2 separate regions of the Sus scrofa genome follow, and region 1 is linked to region 2. The links are chromatin contacts, called in public Hi-C maps. All regions are on one chromosome and are shown on one strand. The core of a region is the stretch at or near the end of the contact, and the rest is flanking DNA. Distances in the headings are between cores, read along the strand shown.

Region 1 (7,368 bases), core at 3,298-5,797, 310 kb before region 2:
CCCATGGGCCAAGGAGGCCTGGGGGACTTCCTTCCAGGACGTGCGGGAATTTCTTGAGCCCGAACCTCCGACGGGCGGAGTCCTGGAGGCTGGCAGCGGTGGAGGGAGCCCCGGGCTAGACCTGCCTGGGGCGGGGGAGACTTCAGACACCGCACAGTTAATACTGAGTTCCCTATAGCTCCTTATAAATCTAGCCTCTCCTCCCCCCCCCCCTTTAAATCTTGGGTCGAGTTCGCGATTTCTTACTTGAGGTAGAATTCCTTGTTAGCTAATCACCGACTTTTCGAAGGCCCTCCTCCTCTCTGTTCAGATGAGCCCCCCAGCAAAAACCTCTTTTCCTTTCTCCTTGCCTTTTGTCCTCTTGGAGGAAAGTCCTATATTTTTAATTAAAAAACTCTAGCCTAGTTTCTGCAGCTACAGTAATGTCTAGGTTCCTCCCCAAAACTCCTCTTCTGGAAAACAGAAACAAAAAACAAAAGTCTCCTTGAAAAAAAAAAACCAAAGCCCCCACGGAATGACATCTGATAGATTTCAGGAAAACGAGGACACCTTTCCACCTTCTGAGAGAAGTGCCCAGGCCTTGGTCTGGCCCAGACCACCCTACAGCCCACACAGCGCTCTCCTGGGGCCCAAGGCAGAGGGAAGGAGGCTGAGTTCTGTAGAGCCCAGGCCCTTGGCAGAGTTTTCATCAAGGATACTCTTCTCCTTAAGGGGTCTTCTCACCCTGTGAGGTGAGGCACTCATGTGATGAACCACTAACTATCAAATAAAGTTAGAGGCAATCATGATAATTTAGTTTACTTCTGAATATTTTAAATATAATGAAAACAAGTATAACAGTTTTGTTTTCAGAACTCTTTTGAGGTATCAACCATTAAAAGATTGGGGTTTTGTAAAAAAAAAAAAACACACAGTGGTTTATTGATTACTTACAACGTTTACACCTTCAATATTAATTAAATTCCACTTAGTTTTAGAGGACGGAAGTGCACAAAACAAGGAGCTGTTGGAAACATCTTCAAATAGGGAACCACACAGATGAAACGGCAGCACTAGATACCGACCCCAACGGAAATGTTAGCGGCCCCGTTTTCTGCTTTGAAATAAAACTTTATAATCCCCAGGAATATTTATATCCAAAGGCCAGGTATTAAAGATACACTTCACAAATACACTATTATCAGCTGTCTTTATCTGTAAGGGGCTGGATAGGTGGGGAGGGAGCAACGCTGGTGTCTACACAGCCAAGAGGAAACATTCACAAACAGAGAATCTACAAGACGACGACGGGATCCCTTACCACGCGGGAGTGTCCTCTTCATATTAAAATATGGAATGCTTTTCTTCAAATATCCACTTTTTTGGAGGGGGTGGTGGGGAGCGGATGCCTCAAAGGGGGGCAAAGAGAGGGAGGCACATTGCACATAAATAAACCGGATGATCCAAATGCAGGAAGTCCTCAGAGCGGAGTGCGCAGAGCTCGCCCCGGAGTCCTGGGTCTGCATCCGGCTCCAGGGCCTGGCTCGCGCTCTCCTCCTCCTCTTCCTCCTCCTCCTCCTCCTCCTTCTCCACCTCACTGCTTGAGCTCCAGGGCCCAGACATGCTGCGGCCAGCCCGTCCGGCCTTTGGTTTTCTTGTCGTTGCTGCTCACTGTGCTTTTCAAGATTTCATTCTGGGCAGAAGAGAGGCCAGGGTGAGAAAAGTAGAAAGAGAAAATTAAAAGGGAGAACCTGGTTCCACACCACCCCCGTGCTTTCCTGACCAGAAGAGACTGAGAGAGTTAGCAAGGGATGGTGGGTGTGATGGTTTCTAGTCCCAGCCCCTGCAGAAGAGCTATGAAGCCTTGCTCTGCCCTCGCTACCGCCCAGGCCTCCGCAAGCCTGCAGGCTCAACTCCCGGATCGGCAAGTTTATAAACAACCACCCGTTTTCAAGTCGTTTATGGAGGAACTGGGGGCCTTCTCTTTAACTCCAGATGTAGGGCTGCGAGCGGGGGGGTTGGCGCTAAATCTGGTTTCCCTGTTTCAATCGCAGTCCCAGATCTGCGCTCTAGGGAAGATGGGCCAAGTGCCTCCGCCTGGGCCTGTCTGCCGGTGGCTCGGCCTCCGGCTCGGCTCTCCTCCAAGGCCTCCAAAATCCCTGGTTACCCCGGATCACTCGACTATGCAGCAACTAAAACGCCACAGGCCCCAAGAAGGAAAACTTGACAAATGGGATTATTTTGCAGGCCTTTCATGGGAATAGCCCTGCTCTAAACACCACTACCCTATGGGCACCTGGTAGGTACTTGAGAAAACTAATTTTCAGTTATAATTTTTCATTTTTGTTAACGATAAAATGACAGTGGTAATATTTACCATTTGTCTTAAATGGGCTCATGCAAACAAAACAAGAAATGCCCATTTAAGTACAGTCGCCTGGGAAGTTACATTTTATCTTCACTGCCAGAGAGAAACGAGATGCATTTTGAAGTTAAAAGTACATATTTTATGTTAACCTTTACGTAACTGGGCATAGTAATCAGAACAACCACAAAACTCTCTTAGAATCAGTGGCAGCCTCGATCTTAAAAGGGGACAATGCGATCAACAGTGAAATCATTGGAATCAAGCGCTTCTAAACAACTTATTTTATAACTATCTGAAAGTAAGATCGGATTGGACGCCAAATGAAGGCTCTAAAGGACAGAAAATGAGGGGTCCGGGCCAGTGCGATCAGAAGATCAATTCGGAACCTGAGTCCTGCCTCAAGGGCCCGGGGGAGCGGGGTGCGGGGGGGGGTGTTGGGGGGGGGGAGAGCAGCAATGACCCGGAGGGAAGATCACCCACACGAAGCATCCCTCTTAACCTCCTCCGCGTGCTGACACCCTCCCCCACCTCCTCTGCTTCTTCGGGAAACCATCTCGACCACAACCTGGTGCAAACAACCTTGTCTCAGGATGCAGCAGAGAGCGCGGTGTGCCATTGCTCAGGCCAAAGGGAAAGAGACCGGGATTCTCGGTCCCCCACACCCCACCGCCCGCCGTCCCCTGGTACTAACCAGCTCCTTCTTCCTTTTCTCTTCTTTCACATCTGTCTTCTTGATTTCCGCCTTAAAGGCCTCCGCCTCGCCGTTCTGGTCGTCCTTGGCCAGCAGGTCCATGAGGTAGGCGATGTAGCTGGTGGCCAGGCGCAGCGTCTTGATCTTGGAGAGTTTGGTGTCGGCGGGCACATTGGGGATACACTCGCGCAGCTCGGCGAAGGCGCTGTTGATGCTCTGAGTCCTGCGCCGCTCCTTGCGGTTGGCTGTGCCCCGGCGCTTCACCGGGCGCGGCCCCCCCAGGCCCGGGGGCCCGGCGCCCGGCGGCACCCCCCCGTAATGGGAGTGGTCCAGGCTGGCGGCACCGCTGGCGTACTCCGGACTGTAGGACAGGGCCATGCTGTAGTCGGGGGGCGACATCTCGGGGTGGCCGATGAGCCAGCCGTGGAAGTAGGGGTTCTCCTCGTGGCTGCAGCGGCTGGCGGCCGCGGCGGCCGCAGCGGCCGCGGCCGCGGCGAACGGATAGCCCTCATGGTGCACCACCGGGTGGTGAGGGAAGCCCCCAACCAGACTCATTTCGCCCTCCGCGCCCCAGCGTGCGCGCAGCCCCGCCGCGCCCCCAGCCCGGGCCCCTGCTTCGGCGCTCGGCGTCCTCCCCCACCCCCCACCCCCAGCCCCCCGGTGCCCGGGCCGGCCCCGCAGCCGCAGAGGGGGCTGCTGCAGCCCGGGCCCCGGCCACCCGCCTGGCCCGCGGGGCCCGCCTCAGCAGCGCCGCGGCCGCCGGCTCCCCATAGGGCGCGGCGAGCTGGTCCCGGCACCGTGCGCCCCTGGCCGCCGCCGCCTCCGGTTCCCGCCTTGTTCCACGGCCCGCGCGCGGGGTCCTGCTTCCCGGGCTGCTGCGGGCAGGCACAGTCCTCTCGTGCTCATGCAAAGGCGTCCCGGCTCCCGCGGGGCTGCTCGGCCGAGTCGCCGGGCTCCGCGCCCCGGCCGCGCTCCTGGCGCCGCGGCTCCTCCGAATCCCGGGAAGAGTCCGAGCCGCGGCTGGAGGAGCCGGCCCGGCTCTGCGGGGAGGCGGCGGGGTCGACCGCTCACTGTGAAGCTACCTCCATGCGACCCTCCCCTTCCCGCCCCTTCCCCTCCCCCAACCAGCCTGATCTGGGTTCTTGGGCGCTTATTGTTTTAATGAAATTTTTGGTTGTTGTTGTTTTGGTCCTGGAATGTGACTTTAGCAGCGAGTAACGTGTTCCGCTCTCCTCTCGTGCTCCCTCGGAGGGTTTTCAGAGAGGTCTCAGTGCATCCATTTTCTCAGAGCCTCTCCTTTCGGGGGAAGGATCTGAGCCCTGCAGGCGCCCTGGAGCGCGAAGGCGGCGGCTGGGGCTTGGAGGGCTGTTGCGCAGCGGCCGTGGGGGCTCCTGGGTGACGGCGGCGGCGGCTGTTCTCCGGGACTGGACGCCGTGAGGGGAGCAAGCGGATTTTCCCAGCAAGATCTCCATGTACAGCTACATCTTTAGGGCCGCTCGGGTTAATATATGTCGTCAGAGGCTCCTCACGCCAATCCCGGGGCGGCGGGGGCGGCGCCTCGCGCTCTCCGCAATAAAACTTTTTGATGTTCTCGTTGCTAATTGCCGAGGTCCTCTTTCAGGATTGGCTGCCCCTTCATAACCATAAGATAATTAAAACGAGGGGGGGGCAGGGTTAAAAAAAAAACTTTTTTATCAGCCAGAGGTTAATGCAAGTGTTTAACAGATGCTTCACTATTAAAATATTTTCCCCTAAGTCTCAAATATTGAAGAATCTCAAATCAGGTACAGTATCACTCCGCTTTCTTTACTGGTTTGAAGGGGGGTGGGGAAAGAAGGCAGATATTGCTTTTCGAAGTGTTCTGTAGGTAACCTAGGCAAGAAAACCAGCAGGCAGCGGGCGCAGTGGGAGCAGAGGCGGCGGGCGGCTGCGCCCCCACAAAGGCGCGTCTCTGGCCGAGGCTGGCGGCGGGGCGCCGCGGGCAAAGCTGAGGCTTTGACCTGGGCGCACGCTGGAAATGCCCGCCTCATCGTCGCTGGATATACCCACCACGTTACCCAGGCTGGGGCCATCTGGGCAGGTGGTGATATTGTGGCTGTTTTTGGAGATCGTGGCTGAGACCCCGGGACTAACGGTCACGCCAGTTGTAAATGCTCTTATTTCCATGTTCTTCAGGGACACCAGCCTCGGCGAAGACCTTGGGCGACTTCAAAGCGCAGGCACCTCGATTCCCCGAATCTATGTTGTGTGGCGGGTATCGGTGTTCCCCTGGTTTAACTAGCCTGTTTGGTAAGTAACTGAATATTTTTTACAGCGTGTTCAGAGCTTATTTTCCAGTTTTTATGAACAAACATATAAATATATCTCTGCATTCCTGCCTCTCCCATAAAAGCGGGCATCTGTGGAAAGCAGGTTTAGTTATCGGAGGGGAACCATTAAACACCAGTTTAAGAGGCAGGCCGGGAGGACGGCTCGTGGATGTTTAGACTGCTGGCCTTCGTGATCTTGAACGCATTATAACGGAAAATGGATCTCTACTTGTAAGTCACCCGGCCGCAGGGCACCGGGGCCGCGGCGCCCGAGTGGCTGTGGCCTGAGCTCCTAGAGAAAGCTTGCAAGAGGTAGGGGTGGGGCGTGGGGGTGGCCGGTGTCAGGAGCTTGAAATGATCCCCAAGGCTTGGCTAGAAGCCCTGAGGGGAGGCCGCTGTGAAGCTGAGGATTCTGCCGGATGGGTCTGTGTGGAAAAGAGTGTCCCACGCGGAGTGCGCCAAAGACTGGGATGGTGGGGGGGGGCGGCGGCAGGGGACTCCTCGCTGGGCCTGGCCTGGGACGCCCAGGGGAGACCAACTCCTCCGCCTTGGGGGTCCATTCTGGAAGGCAGGCGGAATCAGGGCCCAGGCAGCAGAGATGCAGAGGGTGTCCCATTCCAAGGATTCGATGAGGGAGGGTCTTTTCCTTGCCTGCTTTTTTTTTTTTTTTTCCCCTGGGGGTAGGGTTTGGGAGTGGAAGGCAAGGTCAGCATGAATAGAGAGTAGGGTTGGGAGGGTAACCCAACTTCTGTGCTGTCAGGGACTCTGGTGGTTGCCAGCCACTAATCCCAAAGCCCTGGGTAGCAGCGGTGAGAACGTGGTTTAGGTTTTAGGTGGCTGGGCTTCAAGGAGAGGAAAGGGAACTCAGGCAGAGTGGCAGAAACCCAGGCTGGGAACTCCTGAGGGCCCATTCTGTCCCTGCAGCAAAGGGTCAGTGTTCCCTGTGCCCCCAGCAGAGAACAGAGGTGGGAAGTAGGTGAAACCAGATTTGTTGGTAAGTGCCTTTTGGGCTCAGAACAAAATAGCCATCTAGAGCTTCAAACACCCACCTTGGGTAGGTCTACAGTTTTGAGCACAAGGAGAGTCTATTAAAGACCTTGTTCTTCAAGGAAAAAATATAGGTAGTGTGGTCAGGGTTGTGTTTACATGTTCGCTGGGGAGGCAGGCATGTGTAAATACTGGTAGTTCAATCCTCTGACATTTGATACATTAAAAAAAATCTGTTTATAAAAACACATCTAGGCCTTGGGAGCAGGCAGACAAAATAAGATGGTTGCACCCTGTCTGGGAACAGATAAAAATGCTGGAACAGTAGTTGTAGGCTGCTTTCAGAACAGAGAGGGGTTAGAGAATCTAAAGGAGGATGAAGAGACCAGGCAGAGGGCTGAGCCAAGGACCCAATGCTGTGTCCACTAGAGGCTAGTGGCCTCAAAGTCCCCAGGACATGCTACTTTCCACCTTTCTCATGCTATTTTAATTGAAACAAACAAACAAAATGGATGAACCACTTCATGGTCCCCAAGAACCTGGAAGTGATAAAATAGATGGACAACAAGGGACAGAAAAAAGTTGTAAAAGATACTAATCTGAACATAGGTGCTCACTGGCCGTGTCATCACCAGTTAATTAATGTGATCCAAGGGTTCAGGGCTTCCTGAATCTCAGAAAGCCACAATGCAGAGGCCACCACCCTCAAGTGGTGGCTTGGGGGGTAGGGGACAAATGGGAGAACTCCAGGGTCCTTAACCATCTGATTTCCAGTCTGAATGCACAACCAAATAGTCCACTCTTTTCATGCAGTGCCCTCTTTGGGACATTTTGCTCCAGGTCTAGTGGGAGGCTGGATTAGTTTGCTGCTTTGGAAAACCGTGAGGCAAAGATGCCACCTCAGGTTTGCCTCCAGCCTAGGTGGCCTGGGCCTTGTGGGGAGCTCGGTGGAGGTGATTGTGGTGGAGGTAATGTTAGTGGTGGGGAAAAAAGGGAGGAAGGTGAAGCTCCTGGCTTAGCCGTCAGCCTGGGGA
Region 2 (6,758 bases), core at 2,902-5,401:
ACCAGTGGTGTCTGCCACAGGTTGACGTTTCCAAAATAAATTCCTCTGCAATTACCTACTAGCTCCACTACTCCACCACCTCTGCAGGACAACCCTTCAGCCATCATCCCAGTAAAGCTGTATTTCTGCTTCTGCTCCTGCCTCTCCACATCGGTTCACAACACCTCAGTCCCTGATGGTGTTAAAACCCCTGAGGAACTGTGGCATTTTTCTGCCCTTAACCCTGCAGTAACCACCCTGGGGCGGGGCAGCAGGGGGGGGGAATCTTGGTCTCTCCTTGCCTGGTCACCCCATGCAAAAGCGCAACTCCTCCCCCACCCCATTCTCCCTATCCTCCTTCCTGTCTTATGTTTATCTCCAGCACCTTCTAACACATCCCCTATTTTACTTATCTGGTTTATTCTCCCCAGCCCCCTCCCTTTCGTCCCCAACCCCAGAAGTTAAGCTCAGGACAGTAAATGTTTTCATCTGTTTTGTTTTCTGTACCTTGTATGCACCTGGTCCATAATAAATGCTCAATAAATTCCTTGGAGTGAATCCTAGGGGAAAACGTACAACCTCAGGCATCTGCCTTCTTATTTAAAGTACTGCCTTGTGGTAAACACTTAGCAAGGTATAAGGAATCAGTCTTATGATAAGAATTAATGTTGTGAGACTCTGTGACTAGGAATTGAATATTGAATGGGCCATGGAAGGAAACAGAGGCTTGAAATGGGGAGATGCTATGTTTACTGCCATTCTGAAACTAACCTCTTCATGAAATGAAACAATTCATTTCCTCTCTGTTTGCCCCAGTTTTCTCAGCTCAGTAAGACATAAATACCTACTTCAGGTTTAGAGGAATTAGGAAACTGAAATATGTGAAAAAGGCAATGGCACTATCCCAAAAGTATTTGTATCTAATGTGCCTTTAAGTTTACAACATTTATTACAGTAAAAGAGTACCAAAGAATTTGCTAATTTCGAACAGAATCTTTTGTTAACTGGTTTAGAACCGTCCTTTTCTATTTTGTGTTTTAGTCTCTATCCCAAAGTTGTACTGAATCCCAAAGGTGCCTTGAATGTTAGATTTTTATTTTATTAGACATAATATTTTATTTATTAGACATAATATTTATTTAGACATAAAATAGCCATAGTAATAGGAATTAAGAACTTCTGTCTGTAACTCGAATATTTCTACATATTATATTAAATCTTTATAAAAACCCTATGAGGTAGATACTTTTAGAGACAGGTAGGATGTGATTATAGTTGACTTTAACAATTAAAATAATAACAAAATATAATTTGATCATTTAAAATACTTCAAATTTTTAAGATTATTTTATCTTTAAAAATTTTATTGGAGTATAGTTGACTTATAATGCTGTATTAGTTTCAAGTGTAGAGCAAAGTGAATCACTTATAAATATACCCATTCTTTTTCCTCATGTAGGTGATTGCAAACTATTGAGTAGATTTCCCGCGGCTATCCAGTAAATTCTTATTAATTTCTATTTCATAAAGTATGTATGTGAAAATACTTCAATTTTGACATTAAAACCCAATTAACAAAAAAATTGTGTGCAGATAAAATGAATCTATTTTTCTGAGATGAGTATTTACTTACACAGATGACTCCTTCCCTTTTCTTCCACAATGGGTTATTTCCTCAAGTTCAACTGACAAAGAATGTCCAAATACATTTAAAATGTAAAAAGCAATAGCCTTCATATTTCCTCCTTTACACTCTGATAAAGATGCAGTTCATGGCAAAGGTCACTCATTCAAATCTCATTGTTCCAGTTTTCTTTCCTAAATTAGAAAAAAAAAACAAAACATGACTTTTCCCCCTGTATATTAACTACACTGCACCCCATAAAAACAAGTTTTTAATCTAATTTTTATAATTTATAAGAGTGACAAACTTAGAAAAAGAAGCAAATCATGAATAGAATGACAGCGTTTGGAATGATCAAGGAAATAATCCAGATTGTTGCTAATTTAGTTTCAGAAGATGATAATAATGCTTTTTTATCTCAAACTTGGCTCAGGCCTTTGGAAAAAATATTTCCCCAGGAAATTTGAACCCAGCTGAAGCAATTGATTTTTACTGGCTATATCCAGGATGCTCCTTTCTCAATTTTGGGTACTCCCGTGGTTGCTTGGTCACATGCATACTAATGGTTATTCAGAATTGAATCGACAACATTGATGGAGTTAATATCTCTGCTGGCCTTTCACAAAATGCCCTTATTACTCCAGAAGATGGACAAGAACCAGTAGAGACAACCCAGTTTCCTAGCTACCGTAATTTACACAATCAAAAACAGTGCTTGAGTAGCCACTGTTCCTTAAGACACCATGGAGAGGGCACACATTTCAAAAAGAACATGGTACAAGTCTCCCAGGAATAGAATTCATCATATTCTAAAAACAAAAAACAAAAAAACAACAAAAAACAAGAAAAGTCTTTAAAAAATGTCATCTCCAGCCTTTTATTATTTTATGGGCTAATCTGAACACATAAAACTTGTTATTTCTACAAAATTCTCAACAATGATGGCTATAATGAAATTCTTGACAGTATTACTCTTAACACAAACCACAGATAACTTCAAATTGATTGAAATAAAAACGAAAAAGCCTTCTGGATGATAAAAAATAATGTAGTGGCTTTTTGCAAAACTTCCACTTTGATAACTTTATACTGATTATGGAAGTTTTAGTATCACCGTGACTTTCATTAAGTTTTATAATGGTAGCTAAGATAAGTACAGCTAAAAAATGTCCAGAGTGTTCTTGGGTTTAAAGGGTCACTTCCTTAATAGATTGGGGCTGTGTCAAATCTACTTTAAAATGAGATAGCACATATAAAAATACTTCAAAAAGTTAAAAGCACTATATAAATGCAGGACCTTTCATAGATCGAGGCCCTGTTTTGGAAGCACTTAACCATAATTACAAATGCTGATAAATGAAAAAAATAGGACACCAAAAATGCTTTCATTGCCTTTTTCCCCAGTGCAAGTGCACGCACCGAAGAGGAGAAATCTGTTTCATGAGTTAACTTGGCAAAACCATTTAAATACCAAACATGAAACAAGTATTCAAATCTCATTGAATGCTCCCTCCTTCTTTTAGCCTTGTATGAATGTAAGTTTGTTATAATAATAGTTTTAATTATAGTAGTCTAATGAGTATAATTATAAACACGATTTGTCTTTCCAAAATGATTCACTCTTCCAAAGCGATAAGCTATAATGCTAATAAACTTCTCCTAACTTGTTATTCTCCTCAAAAGGTAGGGATGGTTTTGTTTCCTTCCTCACTTTTATAGGAAAAATAATGTACAAACCTTTACTCTCGGGGTAGCATTAAGAATCAACTTCATCCCCCCAAAATTGCTGCGTCCTTGGGCTGTGCCCTTTAAGCTGTGAGGAAGCCCTAGCTCCCTCTACTGGCTGAATCATTATCACCGTTTCTAAGTTGCGTTGACCCAAGACTGACTGACATTCCTCCCCAGAAACTGAGGTGAAAACCGAGAGCTTTGCCTGCCGTGTGCTGGCCTTTCAGAAGCAGCCGTGAGCCAAACAAACCTGGGAAGTTTCTCACCATCTTTAAAAGAAAAAGAAAAAAGCGATTACCATGAATAAAGAGCCCTCAGTGGAAGAAAGAAATTACTTTTCCTAAAAAAAGAAAAAAAAAAAAAAAAAAGGTACCAAGGCGCCTTTTGAAGATGAAAGTACAGATGGGCAGTGCTCTGTATGTACCATATGACTTCCCTCGGGATAAATAGAGATGAAGCAATTCGTGAAATACAGTCACCTAAACTCTCGTGGCTGCTCATGGATGGATATTAAAAAATCCAGTATTTATCTTCCTGATCAACGGCTCATTAGGGCACTCCTACGTGTCGTCAGTGAGGGCAGCCCTGGAGTGGAGGTATTTTAAGTGGCGTGACACATTTTCTTTAGGTTCAGAGGGTTAAACAGGTAAGTGGTTTCACATGTAGGTCTTTCCTAAAACATGAGGACAAAAATGATGAGCTAGCCACTTTTTTAGAGGTGGAGGAAAAAAAATGGGTTAGAATACACAGTCTCTGGAGACACAGGCCCCCAGTAAGTGGAACCTTGTGACGGTGGAGGCGGAGCCAGGCAGCAGCTGGGTTCTGTCACCCTGACTGGGGCGGCCTTGTTAGTGTAGCGTGACCCCCAGAGGGCTCCCACAGATAATACCGGCACCTCTCCCCACTCTAATCTCCCACCCGTCTGAGCAATTCAACAGGAGATAGGGGCATTAAGGCCATATTATTCCAAACAACATTTAGCTGAATGGTAGCTGAAGATTGTGACAGCCAAAGACAAATTCTCCCGGTCAAATGCTTTCCTTCCCAGAAAAGTTTCCTGTTTTAGGATTTTTAAGGCACAAAAAGGTCATTAAAATGAAACCAAAAAGGAAATCCCACACCACCCTTTGCTGAACCTGGGAAGACTTTTCAATCTCAGACAGAATTTGGGGAGCTTCCTCTGCTACTAGGGGCTATAATAAATTCACCAAATATTCAGACTAAGTCAGTCCTTCATATATGTGCTGATTTTGTTGACATTGTTGCGTATCTCCAGATATGGGCACATAGCCGGTTTTTACAATACATCGCCGAATATCCGGTGGCCAGTAGCTGTTTTTGCTGGAATGGGACAGGGTTATAACAAATCTTGGGTCAAAACTCTGAAGCCAGCGACAAAGTACTGCTTCGTTAACAACTTCCCCTGCGTTTAGACCTTATCGAATGTGTTTTCCCACAGCCCCAGTGAGCAAAAGGAAAAACGTTCTTCAATTCTTAGAGCTGATCTTCAGGGCTACGACTCGACTCTGACATTCTTCCCTATTTCAAAGCGGGAATCTAAGCAAATAGATATTTAATGTACATGAGGAGAATTAAGAGTATCCCCTGTGGTTCCTTTTTCTATTTCTATTGTTTTTCCTTTCAAAATATCAGCACCAGGATTATACTGTGATGTTCTAATAATCCAATTTGGGTTTGAAATTCTGGCAATGAGACTTATGGGAAAAAAAAAAAAATCGGCTATCTCTCCGGTAATCTGCAATGCCTGGTGTTCTCAAATAAGATCAGACAGTGATGGGAGATGATGCTTTCCTGTGACAGGGAGCTGTGTTTTGGGAAAGGCTGATTATTCTTTTCATTTTGTCTGCACCCAGCATGACCTGGCTTATATGCAAATATTTGACTGGAGGCAATAGCCAGGGTCTCTCACACTCCCGAGTTTCACCATAGTTATTAATAATGGATAATGCTAATCATTTAAAAAAATCTCCTTTCCAAAAAATGTGTGCTTTGCACACTTCACAGGAGGTTATCATATCAATAGGAGCTGTTTTCTGTATCATTCTTTTAAACATTCTTTTAACAGACTTTTTAATGATAAGGATGAGCTTTACTCTATTGAACAGCATATTACATAGCTTTGAAATTCATACTTCAGTTGAGAAAAATATATTTCCTGTATGTCAACTCAAATAGATTCATTTTGTGTTGTTTTCTGAGTCAAAGAAAGTAAGCTCATTCTGTGTGTGTGTGTGGGGGGGGTATTGGTGAGTCGTGAAGATGGCTAGTCACTCTTGTACACCATAGTAATTCATTTGTTGAATCTGCCCATAAGTCTTAATAGATTATGAAAACATGAATCTATTCTCATTAGAACGATTTCACCAGTTTATTAAGAGTTATATCTTTGGGTCACAAAAACAAAGGGAAAATTTATTAATGATAAACATGCTCACTGTTTCAACCTAATGTGAAGCATGTCACTTTACAACTGGAACTTTGTAATTATCGAGTCAACCCATTTATTTTACTATTTCAGTAACAGAATCCAGAAGATGAAATAATTCTTTTAAAAGCACCTAACTGGTTGTAATGGGAATTCACCGTAGAACCAAGACAGCAGAAAGAGTTTTGTTTCTACTACCTACTTCTACCTGCTGTACTGGACGAATTTTCAGCTATTCATTATAAGTCAGTTAGTAAATAAATGGAGAAGTGGAGGTACAAATATCCCTCTATGGTAAAACTGGATACAAATAGAATTATAGGAAGAGCCAGATTAAAAAATAGGCATATCAGGCAATCTATATACATTGCTGCAATAAATCAGAACTATGATGCCAGGACACTAGGGTTTCTGAAGAACACTTTGTACATAACTGATAAACTATAACTTGGTCCTGCTCATGGTGAAAATAAAAGCATTCCGCACCCACACCAGTCTATCTCTGAGTATTTCATTTTGGCTGTGATTCAGGAGTCGGCAGGGAGTGCCAAGGACATTTAGCTCAAGTTCACAAACAAGTAATACAAGGCTTTATTGAAACAGTGATTTATTTTATTATTGAAATAATTATTTAAATGTTAAATTACTTCATATACTTCCTGAGAAATTGTCTATTCTAGAACACTGAAAAGGCAAAATGAAGAATGAAAAAATGCAGATAAATTAGGAGATTTTATAGACATGAAAGCAGGAGAAAACAAACATGTACAATATTTGTAACTAAACTTTATAGTTACATCTATGCACAATATAGCTTCTGGTAGTGTGATGGAGAAACTTTAAAAAAGACAATTTCCAGACTTTTAAAGTGCTATCTTGTAATGGATAAGAAACTCCCTTTATGATACCAACAGAACAACAAAAAAATGCTTAGAAATATATTTAACAAGAAATACTCTAATTCTACATAAAGAAAACTAT

What was found. Hi-C and Micro-C count contacts between places; a contact is called where the count stands out from the background.
Region 1: a Hi-C map of liver shows a contact between it and region 2, with 7 times the contacts expected there. The contact joins the promoter of LOC100517194 here to the enhancer-like site in region 2. A contact is called at or near these places in 6 of 47 Hi-C or Micro-C datasets (embryonic fibroblasts, epiblast stem cells, fetal heart ventricle and 2 more).

The regions. Positions count from the first base shown.
Region 1 is chr14:16,456,395-16,463,762 of Sscrofa11.1, reverse strand. LOC100517194 reads left to right here and starts at 4,547. Exons shown (of 6, transcript XM_021073071.1): 1 at 4,547-4,593; 2 at 4,859-5,118; 3 at 5,214-5,327. The coding sequence starts at 4,547. HAND2 (heart- and neural crest derivatives-expressed protein 2) reads right to left here and starts at 3,674. Exons shown (of 2, transcript XM_013982698.2): 1 at 3,039-3,674; 2 at 784-1,672. The coding sequence starts at 3,593. The coding sequence ends at 1,574.
Region 2 is chr14:16,143,359-16,150,116 of Sscrofa11.1, reverse strand. LOC102163133 (a long non-coding RNA gene) reads left to right here. Exons shown (of 5, transcript XR_002338586.1): 5 at 1-1,057. Among named protein-coding and RNA genes, the nearest start is that of CEP44, 250 kb to the right of the region's middle. Within about 2 kb of position 4,151, at least 10 of the 83 cell types and tissues checked have an H3K27ac peak or open chromatin away from gene starts, as enhancers often do. A contact at or near this core is called in liver, where this site is marked.